4 separate regions of the Mus musculus genome follow, and all the other regions are linked to region 1. A link is a contact called in public promoter capture Hi-C data. All regions are on one chromosome and are shown on one strand. The core of a region is the stretch at or near the end of the contact, and the rest is flanking DNA. Distances in the headings are between cores, read along the strand shown. Region 1 holds the start of Slc22a21 (solute carrier family 22 (organic cation transporter), member 21). Region 2 holds the start of Slc36a1 (solute carrier family 36 (proton/amino acid symporter), member 1). Region 3 holds the start of Ccdc69 (coiled-coil domain containing 69). Region 4 holds the start of Anxa6 (annexin A6).

Region 1 (2,844 bases), core at 107-2,606:
GAGTGACCCTCAGAGAGGCAGCATCTGTTCCATGGCCTTTGGTCCAGGACTAAGTAAGAGGAGAGAAAGCAAGCTGAGCACCAGCATTTCTCTCTCCTGGCTTCCTGACTGAGGCGACTGTGACAAGCTGACTCCTGCCACCCGGCCTTCCCAGAGTGACCGACTCTACCCTCTAAGCACAAGCCCAAACCTCTTCTCCCTTAAATTGCTTTTGTCTCTGTAACCAGAAAAGTTACGAATACAACAGCTACCAAGACAATTTTAATGATAATGTGCATCTGCTGTACACACCTGTTGTCCCTGCTACTAGAGAGGATGAGGCAGGTGGTCATTTGTGACCAAAGTTGCAGGTAAAGCCAGGGAAATACAGTAGGCCCCATCTAAATAAGTAAATAAATAAATAAATAAAATTATAAATGTAACTTCTCATTTCATTTGACAATATTACTTTAGAATTACACAATTGCTATTTTTATACCTTATCTTTTTAATTTTAGGAAATACTATTTGCACAAAACAATGGATTTCATTGTAAGGCTCTGTGTTTGTTTTAAGACGGGTTTCACTGTGTAGTCCTGACTGGCCTGGAACTATGTAGATCACCAGTCAGCTCCTGAATTAACTGTAAAAAATAACTAATTTGAGGGTATAATCCTAGACTAAGATCCTTAATCTTGAAGTTAAATTTTTATATTTGCTTAAGTCGATTTGATGAATAACTGAATGATTTCTTAATCTTTAAAAACATAAAGCACAGAACAGAGCCTAGAAATTGAAATTCATTGCCCACAGCCTCATGACCACAGCCTCAAAATTTGTCTCAATCTCTTAATGATTATTATAATATGACATTATGTGAGTGGGCGTTTTGATTGCATGTATGTCTGTGCACTATATGTGACAGGGGACCAGAAAAGGGGATTAGTTCCCCCGGAACTGGAGTTACCAGAAGGTTGTAAGCCTCCAATGCGTGCTGGGAATTGAACTCAGGTCCATTGAAGGAGAAGACTTTTGGTGGGATACAATCCCTTTCTGACCCATAACAAAAAGTTGAGAGGGTGTTTCATACCGAAATCCTACGCCTTTCTCCAAGTCAACACCCAGCTTGGTCACAACTTCCCCCAAAGGAGCCCTGGGGACCAGCTCGGGGTTGTGGCTTGAGAAGACCCATCCCTCCCTCTAGCAGCAGCTTCGGGGCGGGGACTACAGCGGCCCCGCCCCCAGCCCGACTCGCTCGGGGGGTGTGGCTTGAGAAGACCCGTCCCTCCCTCTAGCAGCAGCTTCGGGGCGGGGACTACAGCGGCCCCGCCCCCAGCCCGACTCGCTTGCTCTCGACTGGGAAGGACTTTACCTCAGGGCGTTCCTCAGCGAACAGCTCAGAGTAGTAGGCAAGGGACTCCTAGGCTCCCTCACACCCGCGCAGTTCTGAAGCCAGGCTCCATCCCGCTTCCGCACTGTCCAGCCAGCTCGGAGACCGGGACCAGACCCGCCTCACGTACAGGCGCGTCCAGTGCCCACTACGGATCACTCAGACTCCTGCCGCGCCCACCCCACGGTTCGCCTCAGGACTGCACGGCCGGCCTTGCAGTCTAGGCCAGACTCCGCGCGGAGTCCATCATGGCCTCACGTCCTCGGTGTCTCTGGCGCTGGCGGGGTCTGAGGCGGCGGGAGGAACTCACGAGCTTCTCCGTGTGGAAAACGTCTCCCGACGCTTTCTCGAACTCCTCTTCGACGAGTGACTGGTGCTCCGCGTGCACGGACAAACCGTGCGCCGCCCACTGCGCCCGAGTATCCTCGGATTCCCGGCGGGACGCCGTGGGCTGCCGACTCTATGCTTGACTACGACGAGGTGACCGCCTTCCTGGGCGAGTGGGGGACCTTCCAGCGCCTCATCTTCTTCCTGCTCAGCGCCAGCATCATCCCCAATGGCTTTACTGGGTTGTCAGCCGTGTTCCTGACGGCGATCCCGGAGCACCGTTGCCGGATACCAGACACCGTGAACCTGAGCAGCGCGTGGCGCAACCACAGTATCCCGATGGAGACGAAGGACGGACCAGAGGTGCCTCAGAAATGCCGCCGCTACCGACTGGCCACCATCGCCAACTTCTCTGAGCTAGGGCTGGAGCCGGGACGGGACGTGGACCTGGAGCAGCTGGAGCAGGAGAACTGCCTGGATGGCTGGGAGTACGACAAGGACATCTTCCTGTCCACCATCGTGACAGAGGTAGGTGACAGCCCCCCTGTCAGGGTCTGGTGACATCGCAGGCAATGGTTGTTCCTTAGTTTAACCACAAGCTCCCTGGTGATGAGCATCCTTTAAGAACATTTTATGAGATGACTTCTAGCCATAGTACGCCCCTCAGAGGACAAATGTCTGGCAGACCATCCGTCCATAGGGTCCCATTGAAGATAGAGTCCAGAAGGTTCTGCCCCTAGGAGATGCCCTGAGACCCTGAGTGGTGGGACTTTCTCGAGGTAGTGATGTGATTCAGAGGGGCCGGATTCAGACTTGCTCCAGAGAAGAGACCACAGGTTTTAGCCTCTGTTCAGAAAGGAAAGACTCTTTGCAGAACTTTTTAAAGTTAAAGAAACGTGTGTTCCAAACTCTCTACCCTTTCTGGAGTTATTCTTTCTTCCCTCACCTATCCTTACCCCAAAATGAAGTCTTGCCATGCCCCAGGAGAAACTGTTTTCCATTTGCCAGCGATGGATTGTTACTTCTTAAGGACCCATGTGTCTGCAGATCTATCCAGGGTGACTTGTTGGTATGGAGTCTTTTCCACAGTATTCTGGGACAAGATCACTGAAGAGGTTAGGTAAGGCATGTAAGGTTACTCTGAAGAG
Region 2 (2,844 bases), core at 153-2,652, 1.2 Mb before region 1:
TGTACCTGTTAGTTACTATAAATTAGGATGCAAACTAGAGGCAAAAGAGATCTTGGTCATGAGAAAGACAACTAAAATTATGAATGTCTAGTTGAGCCATAAATGGGGGGGGGGCAGATTCAAGACAATTAGAAACAGGTAAAATTCTTTTAGAACAAGATCTACTCTTGTTGTAGGCTACTGCCTACAGATTACAAGGAGGGGGTAAATCTCTCCTAACAAAATCAAACAGGAAAAATATGAGTTTCATAACAAAAGGACCCTACCATCATTCATACACTGAAAATGTAAACCCGGGTGAGGGAGGATTCAAAGTCACCTAAGGCATCAAGCAAGAGGCAAAAGCTAAAACACGCTCTGCAGATTCCCCAAAGTCAATTCCTTCCAGGACACTATGTTGCTATCCTGACTCAACAAGCCCCCACCCCCTAATTCCATCCATATAAGCAGTCGCTACCTGAATCTGTCAAATTTCAGAAAACAAAACAAAAAGCAAGCGGTCTTCAAGTTAACATCTGTGCTTTTCATGCCCTAGAGCTCTCTTGGTCCCTCCAGTCTATCCCAGGTCCTATTTCATATTTCTAAGTGACTTCCACAAAACTGCAGAACGGTTAGAAACGAAGCCTGCTGAGTGATGAGGAAAGAGAGAGAGAGAGAGAGAGAGAGAGAGGAAAAAAGAAGGAAAGGAAAGGAAAGGAAAGGAAAGGAAAGGAAAGGAAAGGAAAGGAAAGGAAAGGAAAGGAAAGGAAAAAGCCATCAGTGAACAGAACCACACCCAGAACTCAAGCCTGGCGTGGAGAGCCCAGACACAGCGGAGCTAAACAAGGACGCGCGACCCACAGCGGAAGGGACAAGTGCCTTTTCACAGGGCGAGTTTCCCCGCAGATGGCAACGTGGCAGAAAACAAACAGTTGCAGAAGCTGACACCCTGCTGCAGGGATACCTCGGAAGCCCACACACAGCCCTGGACCTCAGTTTCCCCTACTCTCGGAGGAAAGGAGTTGCGGTCTGGTACCCTGTGACCCAAGGCAAGGGCATAGCTCGAACAGCCACATCTGCAAACGAAGGGTTGGTCCGAGCTAGCCGTCAGTGACTGCCGATGTCACCTGGGAACTATGACTGAACACCTGTCAAAGGTGCATGGGAGACCCCACCCCACGGGTGACCTGTCCCTGAGCAGCAGCATCCGTTTGGCGGGAGGTGCTACAGCAGGAGGTGACTCCCGACTGCAGCGCAGGGCACGCACTACTCACCGGTCGGCCCTGCCCGGCCCGGGCTCCCGCTCCGGCTCCGGCTCCGGCTCTGGCTCCCGCTCCTGCTCAGCCCACCTCGCGTAGCCTCAGCGCCGACCCCTAGCCATGGTTTTCTAGCCTCCTGGACAGCCGCTTCCGGGCCCTGTCACGTGATGCTGGCTCCCTAGCCCAGGTCACGTGCCGCTCCATTCCGTGCTCCTCCTCCCGGACCCTTGTTCTGCAGCGCCACCTGGCGGCCGTCAGCCGCTGCTTCAGAAAGGGCAGTGCTTCTGAGACCACCACAGAGCTAAGGCAGACGACCTAGATTTTGAGGCAGTCTCCAGGGAAGTCGGCATGCAAAATATCCGTAATTTTTAGCCTTGCTAAAATTTATTTGTTCAGCATATATTAACGTGCATTTACTGGTTTATAATCACAAGTTTGCACCTTTTAAAAAATAAATCGTGCAGCTAAGCCTGATGGTACAAGACTGCAATACCAGAGCAGAGAAGAAAAATAGTTCAAGGCCTGTTTGGGTTATAGAGTGAGTTCAAGGATACCCTGGGTGATTTAAAGATACCTTGCTTCAAAAAAATTTAAAAGGGGCTACTGGGAAAATGGTTTACTGGATACAATAAGAACCTGAGTTAAGATTCCCAGTACATATAAAGAGCCAGGCAAGACAATGTGTGCCAGTAACACCAGAGCTTGGGGCCAGAGCAGAAGGATCCCTTGGTCTCTTCAGCAGACTAACTGATCTAGCCAAAACAGTGGGCTCAGGTTCAGTGAGAGAACCTGTGGGGAAAAAAAGTTGAGGGAACAACTCAAGCAGACAATGTCACCATCTGACTCCCCGATGCCCCACTCCACACACACACACACATACTCCATATGCTACACACATACACATACACACACACACACACTCCATACACCACACACATAAATATACTCCATACACCACAAACACACACATACATATACTCCATACACCACATACACACAGACATATACTCCATACACCATATACATACATATACTCCATACACCACACACGTACATATACTCCATGTACACACATATATTTCGTACACCACACACATACGTACATGCACATATGTTCCATACACCACACACACACATACACACACACAAACAACATATACTCCATACATCACAGACACATATACACATATACTCATACAAACATATACCACACATACATACATATACTCCATATACCACACACACAGAGATGCAAAGACAACTTCACACATACACATACTTCATACACCACACACACATACACACTCCATATACCACACACACATACATATACTCCATACACACACATATACTTCATACACCTCACACATACATACATACATACATACATACATACACATATGCATATGTTCCATACACCTCACACATACATACATGTACTCCATACACACAGAGATATAAACAGTACATACCACACATGCATATACTCCATATACCACACACACAGAGATGCAAAGACAACTTCACACATACACATACTTCATACACGACACACACATACACACATACACATATTACATATACTACATACATACATACATACATA
Region 3 (2,844 bases), core at 145-2,644, 1.1 Mb before region 1:
CTGTGCCCAGTACTCTGGAGCGCTGACTTTCAAAGCTGTTATCGCCTTCCCACGTGCAGCTCCCAGTGAGCACTCCAAGAAGATAGAAAGGAGTCTCTTGTCCTAGATTCTGACCCTATTGTCCCCATTCCCACTGCATCTGGCAAGCTTGCAGTGTCTGTCCTGAGGAGAGAAGACTATGTCACACAGATCTTGTGAGCTGGGGAAAGCTATTGGCCCAGCCTTGTGGAAAGCTTACAATGAAAGTGGGTGTCATTTATTTGCAGGGGTGTTACAAAAGCCAGGTTTGGGGGAGCATTTGACCTGGGCTCTGGGCCTTGCTACCAGCATTGTCCCTCTCTGAAGTATACTTTTATTTCATTTATTCATTTGTTTATTGAAGAGGGGAGAGTGAGTGTGTGTGCACACATGTGTGCACATGGCCTACATATGGAGATCAGAGGACAAATTTCAGGAGTTGGCTCTCTTTTTCCTGGGAATTGAATTTAGGTCATCAGCTTAGTAGCAAGCACCTTTACTCACTGAGATAATTTTAATTCATTTTCTTTTGAGACAAGGGCTCACTCTGTAGCCTAGACTGACCTCCAACTTGTGGTTGTCCTTTTGCCTCAGGCTCCTGGAACTGCAAATTGATTGGCCTTTTCAGCTCAGGAAATGTAGATTTAGTTATGAATGGGTAATGCAGTGTGTGAGCCTTGGCATGCATGTTCCTTTTCTCCTTCCACCAAGTGGGGCCTGGGGATGGAGCTCAAGTCGGCATCACAGGCAACTGCCTTTCCCACTGAGCCTGCAGCTGGCTTGTTCTTTTGGTTGCTTGCTTGGTTAGTTTTGTTTTTGAGATAAGCTCTTACTTACTCTGTAGCCTCTTCCTGAAACTCCAGCCTCAGCCTCCTAAGTGCTGGGTCTATAGGCACTCACCCTCAGTGCCTTCAGAGGTTAAAAGGCCCATGTGCTGGAGCCGGACAGGCATCTTTGAGCCACCCGATGTGGGTGTCTGGAGTTGAACCATAGTTCCCTGGAAGGGCAGAAAAATACTCTTAACTGCTAAGATCTCTCTCCAACCCCGTTCCCTTTGTATGACAGGTTATCATGTAGCCCTGCCTGGTCTTAAACCCCCTATATATATCAGACTGTCCTCGAACTTGTGATCCTCCTGCCTCCACCTCCTCAGAACTGGGATTACAGACGTGTGCCACAACGCCTGGTTTAATTGTTTTCGTTCTTTTCCCTCTCAGCTCTTTCTCATCAGAGGGTCCTGAGAACCATCTGTGGCTCCTGGGGATCTCTCCTGCCCCGGCCTCAGGTACTTCTGGCGTGGAGCGCCGCTGGCACCTGCCCTGGCCCGGCCCCGGCTCGGCCGGGGCCCCGCGCAGGCCCTGCTCTTCCGGCATTTAAGGCGCGCAGCCGGCGCGGCTGCAGCTCCGGGCGGTTGAGAGTCACAGCCAGCGGGACGCGCGAAGCAGGATGGGCTGCAGGCAAAGCCGGCACAGCCGCGGCAAGCGCGCAGAGAAGGTACCGGGAGCCCGCACACGGAGGTCTGCTTGGGGGGCGCTCAGAGGGACAGCAGAGGACACCAGATGGACAGCAGTGGGGGGGGCAGTCATGGAGATTGGGGTGCGGGGGTGGGGGTGCTCTGTCTCCGCCCGACCCGGCAATCAGAAGCCGAGTTAACACACTCAGTCCCAGACAAACTGCAGCTGACCCTGCTGTCCCCGCGGGGAGGTGACTGGTGTGTCCGTGGCAGGTGGCCTTCAGTGTGGGGCTGTCACTGTGTAGTAGAGGACAGAGTTCTTAACCTCTCTGCGCCTTGAGCTAAGGTCTAAGGCCGGCAATCTCTGATAGGTCCACAGCCGGACAGCACCAGCATCACCTGAGACCTGTTGGAAACCTCAACTCCCTGGTCTGCCCAAGGGCTGCTAGACACAGGCTGCCTCTTAACGAGTTTCGCCTGGGATCACTGCACCCTTTAGAGCCTAGGAAGCGGGTCAGGGCTTCCTGCGGGAACTGAGCGGTGCGTGGGCTGCCCTTAGGGTAGCTGGGAGGAGCCAAAGTGGGAGTTGATTTGTAGTCTCCTGCAGCTCTCTCCTCCTTCCTGTCCCTCCCGCCCCAGAGCCCTGAAGCTGGGTTAGAGCCCAAGAGACTGACTCAGGTTTCTGCCCCTTGAGGTCTGAGAAACGTCAGGAGGTCAGAGCCTAGATTCAGGGCCAAATCCACTGAGGACAGCCGGGGGCCCAGAGAAGGAAACAGGCACTCTAGAGTCCTAGTCGTTTTTTCCTGTCTGCCAGTCTCTCCACCCCTTGTGGGGATGGACAGCCCGTGAACTTCATCAGTCCCCACTGTGAAAATGATTAATTTTGCAAGGAACTTCAGCTCATTAGTCTTCCTGTTACCTCTGTTTATCTACCCCTAACTTTGTCAATGTGTGTGTGTGTGTGTGTGTGTGTGTGTGTGTGTTCTCTGAACCCTCCCCTGCACTTGGACTAACTTTTCATTGTTTTATTTTTCTCCCCATCCCCACTTTTGGAGACAGGGTCTGGTGTAGCCCAGGCTGTCCTAAACTTAATGTGTAGCCAAAGCTGGCCTTGCACTGCTAATTCACCTGCCTCTCCAATGCTGGGATTACCAGCCTCCCCACCACAGCAGGCTGGATGTTTTTGTTCAGATTTTTTAGACAAGCTCTCAATATGTAGCCTAGATTGGCCCCAAACTTTCAATTTTACTTAGCCTCCCTAATGTTGAAATTATAGGCCTGGGCTACCATACCTGGCTTCTAAGGGCTTCTTGATAACTGCAAAGCCCTTCACCTTTGCTGCCTCAAAGGGCCTCCATGTCTGCCTTGGGCCT
Region 4 (2,844 bases), core at 199-2,698, 1.1 Mb before region 1:
TGTGGTTGAAGATGGCCTTGAACTTCTGATGCTTCTGAGTGCTGGGATTACAGGTATGAACCCGTAATTCTGATTTCATGTGGTACTGGCTATCCAACCCAGGGCTTCGTGCATGCCAAACACTCTACAAACTGAGCCACAACCCCCAGACCATTATTATTGCATGTTTTCTGAGACAGTCTCGTGTAGCCCAGGCTGGCCTTGATGCCAGTGATGACCTTGAATTCCGGATCCTCCTGCTCCAGCCTCTCAGTGCTGGGATGCAGGCTCTGCTGATAATCTGCTCCTCTCAAAAGTTGTAATGGCATCATTCTCGTTCTGAAGGTGACACTGCCCCACTTGCTTTGCCCCAAGTGCTTCCTCCACCTTAGCCCCAGGCTTCCCATAGAGAAATCTAAACCTCTGTCTATTGGCAGGTCCCAAGGGTGGGGCTGGGCAGCAGAGCTCACCTGTTCAGTTTGCTCTAGCTTGCACCAGAGGTTCAGTAAGTGTTCTTTGGGTGAAATGAAAAACAAACAAGCAACAAACAAACGGAGGACAATTTTCCAACTAGATCTTGGAAGATGCTTACTACTCTCTGAACGAGTGACAGATTCTGGAGATAATATTTTTTAAACTTTTAACTTTTAAAAATTACATTTTCTTTATTGAAGTGCAAAAAATATGTGCGAGCCCCCTGTAGGGCAGCAAGCACCTTGGCCTTCTGAGGCAGCTAGTTGGCTCCTGAGGATGACCCTTTAAAGAAACTCAAGGAACTTATTAACAAACAGAAGTCTGCTGTCCGCTGTGGCCACCAGGCAGTGGGGGCGGGGTGGGGGCGGGGGTTGGGGGTTGAGGGAGATTTCTCTATCAAAGCTGGGCTATCTGTTTTCCAGAGGTTGTACCGCTTTTCCACACAGACCTGGATGACAACTTCTGGTCCTCCTATCACTCCCTCTTCAACCAGAACCCACTCCCCAAGGCCAAATCTAAATTAGATTTCCAACCCCACAATCTGCAAGCTGAGTGACCCTGGGCGAGGCGCGGTCTTCTCTGGTCTTTCCTTCCTTGCAAAGTAGGTGACTACGCCTGTGACCCGATAGGGCAGGAAGGCGTGAAATCTGATCAGTCAGGTAAGGTCTCAACTTCAATTTTGGCAAGCTTCAAATTTCTCAACAAAGCTTTGGTGAGTAGCAGGAATGTTGGAGAATGTGTCCAGAACAGGACATTAATTTGACTTCTATTTCTGGGTGGCAGCGTGACCTTTGCCAAATCCCCTACCCTCTGGAGGTGACGTCAGGGCTGGGGTCAGAAACGACCCAGGTAAGAGGTGGCAGGTTTCCCCCGAGGGCGCCCTCCCCCATGCCCTTCCCCTGCAGCCGGTGACACCCAAACTCCAAAAAAGAAGCACTCGGGGTGGGGCTGGACAGGGCGGGGCGGGCAGCGAGCGAATCCGATTGGCCCCTGCGCGCCACGTGTCCCCCTCCACCGTGCGCCCAGCCTGCGCTGCGGCTGCTGCTAGGCTAACGGGCTTCGAGCTGCGTCTGTCCATACGCCCTGATCTGAGGCCTCCCTAGCGCGGTGAGTGTGCAGAGTCGCTGCGGGACACGGGGTCCAGGACTGAAGGGACCTGGTCGGGTCCATGCTGGTGTGCGGTCACCCCGGGGTGTCGCGGCTGGGTGTGTCCCGGGAGGGAACCCAAAGTGCTGGCGCTGGTTGACAGCACCCTGAGGGGGGAGGGGAGCTGGTGCCCCCCGCCCGGCCCCGCCGAGGGTGTGGTCCAAGACCCAGGAGCCTAATTGTCTAAAGTAGTGGAAAAACTTGGTGACCCTCGCGGGAGGCTGTGAGTTACTCAACTTGGAGAGCTTGAGGAATTGAACAGTCTGCTGAGCACCAGACGGTTCGTGGTGTGGTCCGGGAGAAAGGCTCCCTGATGCGGGTCAGAGGAAGGACCTGCTGTCTTTCCGGAGATGCTCACCTTTCCGGGAGCCGCAGAGGCTCTTAGCAAGATGCAGAGGTCCCACTCTGAATTTTGCTTCTCCTAAGCCAACCCGGCTCCTTCCCAGTTTTTCAGGGTCTTAGTTAGATGCTTCCTACTGACCTCGAATCCAGATCCCACCACCAACTTGCAGTGTGGCCTTGAGCCAGCCGCCTTTCCCTCTCTGAGCCCCCATCTCACAAGTGTTGATAACCCCCGCTTTCAGTCCTATGAAAGTGGGTTTGATTTGGCTGCTGGTTGGGGAATCTTGAGTACAGGTGTGGTCGATGAAACTCTCCTTTAGAGAGAATCTGGCTTCTGCTTCCCCCCACCCCCGCCCCACTCCCGCCCCACCCCCTTTTGTCTAAACTCTGGTGGGTCTTACTAGACACTTCCAAATTTGGGCATATGGCTCCAGGATTTGTAGGGGATCCTGGTGTTCCCTTAGAATCTGCCCTCCATTTCACCTCACCTGGCCAGATCACATCTTGAAGCTGCTGAGCCCACCTCTCCGACAGAATAGCTTGACTCTCCAGCCTTTCTTATCCCCCGGGAACTATTTCAGCCCCTGTATGCCCTGATGTTCTGGCTGCAGGCCCTAAGCCCTGCAGGAAGACCCTGGGCAATCCTCTCCCATATCCATGAGTTGCAGCTTGCCTGGGACACTTGGAAGGACTTCTTTTCTCTCTGGGCCCTTGTTCCCCATAGTGGTCTGCTGAGGTGGCCGCCACTTCCGGTGCCCCCCCCCCCCCCCCCCCCCCGCCAATTCAACTGTTCTCAGATTTGGGAGTGGGGTGTGGCTGGGCATGGAGGGAAGGAGAAGGCCTTCATCCCCTTGCAGCTGTGACTGTCGCTCACCATGTCCCTTTACTTCCTGTCCTTTGTTT

The links. Promoter capture Hi-C pulls out the DNA fragments that hold promoters and counts their contacts.
Region 2: a contact with region 1 is called in a promoter capture Hi-C map of liver, with 3 times the contacts expected there. The contact joins the promoter of Slc36a1 here to the promoter of Slc22a21 in region 1. A contact is called at or near these places in 4 of 39 promoter capture datasets (the C10 cell line, liver and pre-B cells).
Region 3: a promoter capture Hi-C map of hippocampal neurons shows a contact between it and region 1, with 3 times the contacts expected there. The contact joins the promoter of Ccdc69 here to the promoter of Slc22a21 in region 1. A contact is called at or near these places in 6 of 39 promoter capture datasets (the 3T3-L1 cell line, hippocampal neurons, liver and 2 more).
Region 4: a promoter capture Hi-C map of liver shows a contact between it and region 1, with 4 times the contacts expected there. The contact joins the promoter of Anxa6 here to the promoter of Slc22a21 in region 1. A contact is called at or near these places in 4 of 39 promoter capture datasets (hippocampal neurons, liver and pre-B cells) and 2 of 484 Hi-C or Micro-C datasets (B cells and pro-B cells).

What each region holds. Positions count from the first base shown.
Region 1 is chr11:53,978,845-53,981,688 of GRCm38.p6, reverse strand. It overlaps Slc22a21 (solute carrier family 22 (organic cation transporter), member 21), which reads left to right and starts at 1,356. Exons shown (of 10, transcript NM_019723.3): 1 at 1,356-2,224. The coding sequence starts at 1,832. Gm30927 (predicted gene, 30927) reads right to left here and starts at 1,658. Exons shown (of 4, transcript NR_168634.1): 1 at 1,352-1,658; 2 at 292-380.
Region 2 is chr11:55,202,898-55,205,741 of GRCm38.p6, reverse strand. Slc36a1 (solute carrier family 36 (proton/amino acid symporter), member 1) reads right to left here and starts at 1,402. Exons shown (of 11, transcript NM_153139.4): 1 at 1,254-1,402.
Region 3 is chr11:55,076,681-55,079,524 of GRCm38.p6, reverse strand. It overlaps Ccdc69 (coiled-coil domain containing 69), which reads left to right and starts at 1,394. Exons shown (of 7, transcript NM_177471.4): 1 at 1,394-1,512. The coding sequence starts at 1,465.
Region 4 is chr11:55,032,075-55,034,918 of GRCm38.p6, reverse strand. Anxa6 (annexin A6) reads left to right here and starts at 1,448. Exons shown (of 26, transcript NM_013472.5): 1 at 1,448-1,560.